Regions from separate parts of the Mus musculus genome. Here region 1 is linked to region 2. The links are chromatin contacts, called in public Hi-C maps. All regions are on one chromosome and are shown on one strand. The core of a region is the stretch at or near the end of the contact, and the rest is flanking DNA. Distances in the headings are between cores, read along the strand shown. Region 1 holds the start of Ghrhr (growth hormone releasing hormone receptor). Region 2 overlaps Mindy4 (MINDY lysine 48 deubiquitinase 4).

What was found. A called contact is a pair of places that touch in the nucleus more often than the background predicts.
Region 1: a contact with region 2 is called in a Hi-C map of uterus, with 1.8 times the contacts expected there. The contact joins the promoter of Ghrhr here to the enhancer-like site in region 2. A contact is called at or near these places in 4 of 39 promoter capture datasets (the 3T3-L1 cell line, cranial neural crest, embryonic stem cells and 1 more), 3 of 484 Hi-C or Micro-C datasets (embryonic stem cells, stem cell-derived motor neurons and uterus), 1 of 115 datasets of contacts at active chromatin or transcription factors (embryonic stem cells) and 2 of 9 other capture datasets (adipose tissue and liver).

The regions. Positions count from the first base shown.
Region 1 is chr6:55,374,510-55,378,554 of GRCm38.p6, reverse strand. Ghrhr (growth hormone releasing hormone receptor) reads right to left here and starts at 2,260. Exons shown (of 13, transcript NM_001003685.3): 1 at 2,114-2,260. The coding sequence starts at 2,170.
Region 2 is chr6:55,292,059-55,295,956 of GRCm38.p6, reverse strand. The region is part of intron 13 of Mindy4 (MINDY lysine 48 deubiquitinase 4); the gene reads right to left. Among named protein-coding and RNA genes, the nearest start is that of Gm38819, 34 kb to the left of the region's middle. Within about 2 kb of position 1,341, at least 49 of the 459 cell types and tissues checked have an H3K27ac peak or open chromatin away from gene starts, as enhancers often do. A contact at or near this core is called in adipose tissue and uterus, where this site is marked.

The DNA of each region.
Region 1 (4,045 bases), core at 1,011-3,510, 82 kb before region 2:
GGAGGGGCACGTGCAGTTTTCCTTCTCTTGGCAGGGAATTCTAAGACACATTAGAGAAAGCCATAAAGAGCTCCCATCACTGTGACAGTGCAGCCCTTGACGAGGCCTTTTCTCCTTCCCCACCACCCCTTACTCTATACACTTCTGGGCTCTGAAAGTGTTTCTGCATAAACAGCCCTGGGAGACAGAATGGACCCCAAAGATGTCCATGTCGCAGTCCACAAAGCCAGTAAATGTGTCTCCTGACAGAGCCAAAGGTCAAGGATCTCCAGGCAGGAAGATGACCTCGATTATCTGAGTGGGCCCAGAGTCATCACAAGAGGGCACAGGGACCAAATCAGAGAGGACAGGATGGAAAGGGTTGAAAGAAGCTATGGTGCTTCCTGGAGATGAAGAAATGTCTCGGGCCAGGGCAGGAGACTCCAGAAAGACCACCTGGGTTTAACATCTGATGTGTCTCAGACAAGTCACATGAGCAGATGTATAGACGAGTGAGTGGGAGAGAATACGAGCGGATGGGAGAGTAAGAAGACGGGAGCATCTGACTGCTGTAAAGGAACAATGAACAGGAAGAAGGGGCTCGGTGTGGAGGGGGACAGGACTGACTGTACGGTTGGTGGAGTGGATGACTGTTCAGACAGACATATAGACAATGAGATCGGGGGAAGGTGGACGTATGAGGGTGCGTGGAAGTATGGTGGATGATGAGGGCCCTGCATCGGGGCAACTGAGTTGATCATTAGGTGGGATAAAGGAAGCTGCCTTCATGCATGCTTGATGTTGATAAAGATTGCAGATTGGATACCTATTCCACAGCCTGGGGACCACAAGAAATGGTCTTGAAGATTTCCTGCACATCTCTGTGCTTCCGATGGGTGATTCAGGGGCTGTGTGGAGCCCACGTGCTCCAGGCTAGGCAGAGATCTGATGTTTGCCTAAGGCTTGGAGTTTGACCTTTTCTTTAAAGAGCTCAAATTCCTAACAGCTCTCAAGATTTAACCAAATGCCCTTCCTTGCAAGATTCATATACATCTCGCTTTCTCTCTCTGTATCTTTCTGTCTCTCTGTCTCTGTCTCTCTCTGTCTCTGTCTCTCTCTGTCTCTCTCTGTCTCTCTCTGTCTCCCTCTGTCTCTCTCTGTCTCTCTCTCTGTCTCTGTCTCTGTCTCTCTCTCTGTCTCTGTCTCTCTCTCTGTCTCTGTCTCTCTCTGTCTCTCTCTCTCTCTCTCACACACACACACACACACACACACACACACTCGGGATTTTCCCTATCTACCCCAGCTATTGAATGACTCCTCTGGTGTAGGGTTCCCTCCCTGAAATGGAGCTTTTGAGATTCTGTGTACACAGAGGAGGACATGAGTCTTTTGTACCATATAGGGAACTTATAGAACTTACCTGTGTGACACTCACATGCCAGCTGCATGACACTCTCATGCCAGCCCTGGACAGGTGAGATCACTTATCATCCCCTCCCCGCGGCATGGTAGCCCTAGGTCCGCTGACCTATAATCCTCTGCATAGCTCAGACTGACATCAAACTCATGATAATCGTCTAGTGTCCACAAAGGCTGAGCCACCACATCTAGCCCAAGTCTCTCTTTTTTTACACAGAGGCAAACGAAAGCTCGTGTCACAGAGTTCACTTCACGGTCTGAAGATGCCAGCCTCTTGATTGAAGGACAGTGAGGTACTGGGACGGGTGGTCACCCCTGGCAAGGCAGTAGAAGAAGGTAGCCTCCGTTCCCGTATGCTCCCACCTAGTGACTTGTGACTCCTCCCCTCTTGGCCCTGGATGCTACTGACAGCAACCCAGAAATTCTGCTGGAAAGTTGGAGCACATTCAAGGAAGCCTCCTTTCTTGGCTTCCCCATGCCCCTATACACAGGCCAGGGAGCAGTAGCTGGTTTCTGAAGCTCCTCCAAGCCTGGCTCTATGAAAGGAAGAGTTCTCAAATATCACAGCTGGAAGAGCTGGCATTCACGACATCTTCAAGCCCCACATGGTCCTAACATTAGTCAGGGAAGGAAGGAGGGAGCCACCAGACTCAGGAGTTCCCCCACCACAGACTGCCACCACCCAAGAGAACAAAGGTCTGAGTTGGCTACTTACAACTCCGCACAGGCTCAGCAAGCAGAGGATACGGGTAGCCCACATCAGGCCATCCATGGCAATGGTGTCTGCAGTCAGCCTTCCCTCCCAGGCTGTCTCTGGTGATGCCACCTAGCTGCATCTCTGCTGCCTCACCTTCCCAGTAGCAACTGGTGTGGGCGGGGCCAACAGAAGGGACACCCAGCTGAATATTGAACGGGATGGAGGGACATTGTGTTACCGCCAGCCCTAAATGGGACTCCGTGTCCTCAGCAGGGGGTGGCTGAGCTCTGCTACACCACCTTGATGTCTGAGTATACCTATCCTGACAGTCAGAACCCAGAGAACACAGACAGGGCATAGAGAGGTGACAGCCACAGGAATCCTCCACTTAGTCAGGATGCTTTCCCTTTGTTTTTAGAGCCCAGTTCACCAATAGCCTTACTCAGAGAGGCCTCCTATACCTGCACCAGAAATACAGGACCTCAGAAAATAAGGTGCCCAGGGCTGCCCCAATGTTTTAAGGAGCCCCAGATTGGTTGATGCGCTTAAGTCTCTTTCACAGGGCTGGAGGGTGAGCTGAGAGGACCAACGAGAAGAGGGGCAAGTGACAGGGGAGCCTGGAAGATTTGAATGAGCCTTATGAAAAGTGACTTGAAGGACTGGGGTTGTGGCTCAGTGGTAACGCACTGGGTCAACATGTGTGTGGCTCCAGGTTCAAATCCCTGGCATCACAAAACAGTCAGTCAGTCAGTCAGTCACTAAACACAGTTTATGCCGCCCAAGAGTGTGCCGCATGGTTTACCTGACAAGGTGACAACTGCAGCATCAAAGCCCCCAGCTTCACATGGGGCTAGGCAGAGTTTCTGATAATCCCCTGTCCAGAGGGGAATCTGAGGCTAGTTGGAGGACTCTCAGAGGGATCCCAGGAGTTGGGACACTCAAGAGGGGCAGGGCATCTATGTTCCATTATCAAAGTGAAGAGACGCACTTTCATTATTTCTACTTTAAAATACAAGCTCTCAATTGGCCAGGCTACTGGCAATGTCCTAAACAAGACTATATCTTGCTCAGCACTTGGAACTTGAAAGTGAATGTCACCTTTGACAACCCTGAATGACGTGGGAGCTAAGGGGTCTTGATCACTGAACGGCCATATCCAGTTACAGGGCTGTCGGGATCTGTGCTTGGGGTGCCAGATGTGTTTCTACTGAACCTGTGTCATGAATGTGGAAAGCCTCCCACCACCACATCTGCATCTGGGGATCATTTGACATCAACGGGGCTTTATTTTTCCACCCTTAATCGTTGTCAACAAAATGCTGAAAATATTTTCTGCACATGTGGCCCAGCGTGGGTGGCACACAGCACACAGGGCTCCTCTCTTGCAGGCTGAGGAGACTCAGGCAAGAAGTAATCAATGACTACAGAGAAGACGTAACTAAAAAAGGACAGAGGCTACCACACCCAAAGAAGTGCATGATTGATCATGCTTGACAATTAGCATCTCCCTGACCAGCATTAGTGGTATTAATAATCGATACCAAGAATTCATAGCAGTTCATATTATTTAAATGAGTGGCACTTAACAACAAAATTTGGCTCTCCTTGGGGACATTTAACGATGTCTGGCAGTGTGTTTTACTACTGAAGGCAGGGGCCAAGGATGGGAGGCAGCCAGATACGGCTGGTATGCAGTAGGGAGCTCCCATAACCATGCAAAGATCCACCCAGTCTGAAAGGTCAGCAAGACAAAACTGAACTAGCCAACCTGTTTCAGCTTCTCCATGCATTTCCTTAGGACACTCTACATCAACCATGGCGTGAGATGCCTCCAATGCTTGCTTGATGAGCCTCTATTCCTGCACCTGTAAAGTTGCCTGTTCTGATGAGGGTTACTATTCTATGATGAAACACCATCACCAAAGCAACTTAGGGACGAATGAGTTTACT
Region 2 (3,898 bases), core at 92-2,591:
GTAAAGAGCCTCTTTACCAAAAGAAATTCTCCAAACCAGAGAAACAGGTGTACACCGAGAGGAAGCTGATGGGTGAGAGCTGGCCAGGAGGAAGCATCAAGTCTGCAGCCTCGAAGCCCTTCCGGCCATCACCTTAGTCCTACCATAGGATTCTGGTCCTTTGGGCATCCTAAAGTAAGTCTCTCTTGATGCACCAAAATTATGTGTCCCAGAGCCAGTCGGCCAGCACACAGGAAAGTAGCCATGGCCACTGACCACACACATCACAAGGCCCCCAAGCAAGAAACATTGACTACATCTATTTAATAGATGTGGAAAGAGGCTCAGACACTTGGCTACTGAGAGATGGTAAGGTGAGAGAGTCTGGAACTTAGGCCTCCATGGCTACACACAGACCTGAATGCACACTGCCCACCTGGCCCTATGCCCAGGGCCTGATCTGCTTACTATATCCACAACCCAGAAGAAGCACTGAGCTGGGGCCAAGGGCAGCAAGGGCTCAGCGACTGGTCATTTGTTTTTCCATTTAGTGAAAGACAAGCAAGAACCTGGTCTCAATAGATGCTACAAGTCTAAGGTCCCCAAAATGCACACTCCTCTTCCCTTCCCATATAACATTACAAACTCAAACTCCATCGTACTTCCCCCGCCCCCCAATAAATGTGTGTGTGTGTGTGTGTGTGTGTGTGTGTGTGTGTGTGTGTGTGTGTTTGCGGTTTTATACCTGATAGACAAATGGGAAAGTGGTGCTCAGGAGATAAGGCTCCAGGTAGAATCACAGAGATCTGTAAAGAACCACAAAAGCCCAGGGTCCTCTGGGAAGGTCTGTAGGTCTTGCCCACTAGAAGCAGACCAGCATGCCTGGGAGAGAGCCAGCAAGGGGTGACTCACGGCAAGCACAGTGCTGGGTTGGCGCTAGCTGAGGCAGAAGAATTGATGGAAACGTTCTCTGTGGCATATACAACATCTTCTGACGAGAAGAAAATAACCTCAAAGCAGTCCTGGGGGGACTGATAAGCATCACTGGCCGCCGGCCACCTGTGGCTTTCAGAAGCAGCCCGATCTTCATAAGCTCTCGGCCGCGTGTTCACCCAGCGGGCTCGAAAGCCTGCGTCAGCTGGGAGAAGAGGGACTAGCAGAACGGACAATGGGAGGAAATGGTAATTGCATCCTTAGGTGCAAACACGATGGGAAATTCAGAAGTTGCCTGGATGTTAAAAGGGAGGGACATGTGTATTTCACATTAGGGCACCCGGGAGACGCCAAGGAGCAGCTTATGGCTTAAGAGATTTACAACTTTGGCAACCGGCAATGCCCAGTCCTCCCCTGGGGAGTTCTGACAAGGCCCACGTGTGAGGAGTGCTGGTCAGAGGCCATCCTCCTCTGCATTGCCTACACAAGAGATCAGCTTACACAGAAGCCTGATTCAGCCCTGAGTTCTAGTGCCAGCCTGCTGTGGGATAATTGCAAGCATTTCTTCCCTAGGCCTCAGTCTCCCGTTCTGGAGCAAAATGGTCTTTGACTAAATTATGTCTCACCAAATCCCTACATTGAACCCAGCCTGAAGAAGCAAACCTGTTTATAATCCCAGTTACTCAGGAAGCAGAGGCAGGAGGATTGAAAATCCAAGGTCAAACTGGTGCTGCAGTTCACACCTTTAATCCCAGCAATTAAGGTAGAGGCAAGCAGATCTCTGAGTTCAAGGCCAGCCTGATCTACAGATCGAGAACCAGGGCCAGAGAAATCCTAGCTTAAAAAATAACCTCAAAGCAGTTGACAAACAAAATTAAAAAGAAAAAAGAAGGAAAAGAAAGAAGTCCAATGTCAGCTGGGTTAGAGTAAGACTGTTTCAAAATTAAAAATTGAAAAGGATTGTTTAGCTCAGTGGTAGAGCATTTGTCCAATAAATGTGAGGCTCTCAGTTCAATACTCAGTATAGTAACATGTACACAGATACACTCACACAGACACACAGACACACACATAGACAGATACACATACAAAGACACACACAGAGAGACACAGACACACACACACACACACACACACACACACACACAGACACAGACACACACACACTCAAGCCCCAACAACCTATGAGACCCTCACAATATGCATCTAGGGAAAGTGAGGGCCTTTGAATGGGTGCTTTATATTGAAATGAAGCCAGAAGGTGGGTCCTGGCCCCACCACCCTGCAGTTATAAGAATAAGGTTTTGTATGCAGTTCATCTGTATGTGTACTACATCAGTGTGTTCCCAGCCTTGTTAGCACCAGCCTAGGATACTAGGACAAGAGACTTCCAATGTCATTATAGACTTAAAGCTCTCTTTTAACAAAATCTTCTGTGCAGAAGTCCACTTTACAGAAGCCAAGGACAGAGCTTCTATGTTGAAGGCAAAGATTAGCTTGCTCCATAATTCCCACTGGGATCTTGAGCTACAAAAGCTAAGAGGCCAGGGTCCATCCATATGGCCATGCTATTCGCCAGAAGCTGTCCTATGCTTCAGGTCCCTCCAGCAAACTGTGCTTTCCTACACTGCAATGCCAGGAAGCACACAGTGGGAAAGCCTCCATTAACCTGGCCTGGTAGGTGGGACTCAGTAACTGCTCCCAACATCTCAGCATTTGGGAGGAATGGGTCAGGATCAAGGAAGCTGCACTATGGGTCACCTAGTGACAAGAGGCAACAGAGAGCACTGCTTGGGAGGGCCAGCAAAAACCAAGCCCCTTGAATCTCTTCACCATCTGGAGGTCCCTAAAACCACTGACCAGAGGCAAAGAATACAACAAGAGAGCCCTACAGGCTCAAGATAGGCTCTGGGAGAGGATGGGTCCAAGCCAGTAATGGATGCCATTCAAGATTCAAGGACTGAGGCATACACACATCTCACAATAGTTGGTGCTTCTGCCCTGGAGCAAGCTGACAACACAGGATAGGATCTGTAGCTGCAGATCCTTCCAAATGCTTTCTTATCTCAAAAGCGTTGGGAGGCTAGCAGGGCAAGACTCTCATCTCTCACTGATGGGGAAACTGAAGTCCCAGAAAAGACTGGACTTCATTGTTGTGTGGCCACACGGTAGGCAGTGCCAGTGTACTACGTGGTCTGACATACAGCCAGACATTAGCCTGGCCTGCCAGCTCCAGGCAGGCCAAACCCCTGAAGCCCCACCTAGGTTAGGTTCTACCAACGCTGGCTCCAGCCAGCTTGTCCCTTCACCTAAAAGTCTCCCATGTGAACTTGGCATTTGGCACAGAAACTTCTAAACAGAAGGGACAATAATAGGCGCATGTAGCCTAGAGACATGGCCCCATCTCTAGCCTATTTACCTGAAAAAGGCAGGTTGGTGGCCAGCTCAACCTCCGTCTATCCAAGTGACCAACCCCTACTAGCCTGAGTCCACACTGATGGAATGAGAGAACAGGGAAAGATTAGTGACCTCTGGGAACTTCTGGGACGGAAACAAGGCTGGCTGGTCCCTGACAGTTACCTTTGAAAGCCTTGTGTGAACAGAAACCAGCCATCCGTTTTCTGCCTAAGCACTAGTACTTGGGACCCCTGTCCAAGAGCTGCACTCCTGCACCCCCAACCTACTTCAAAGGGGTGAGTGTCTGCAGTGAGACAGGAAGCTGTAATACAGCTGAGAAAATCTGGGTTCTCAGTCAGTGAGGACTGGGTTTAAGCCCAAAGGCTGCCATTTAAAACTTGTCCCTTCTTCGGAGTCTGTGTCCCCAAAGGCCACATGAGCATGGCAATGCCTCCTATTATGGGTTACTGTGAGAACAGAGTAAGATAAACTATATAAAGCCTCTGGCATGTGGTAAATGTCACTTCCTTTTTCTTCCAAACACAATAATCAAAAACAGGAAAACAACGACTGAGAGGTCACAATTCCT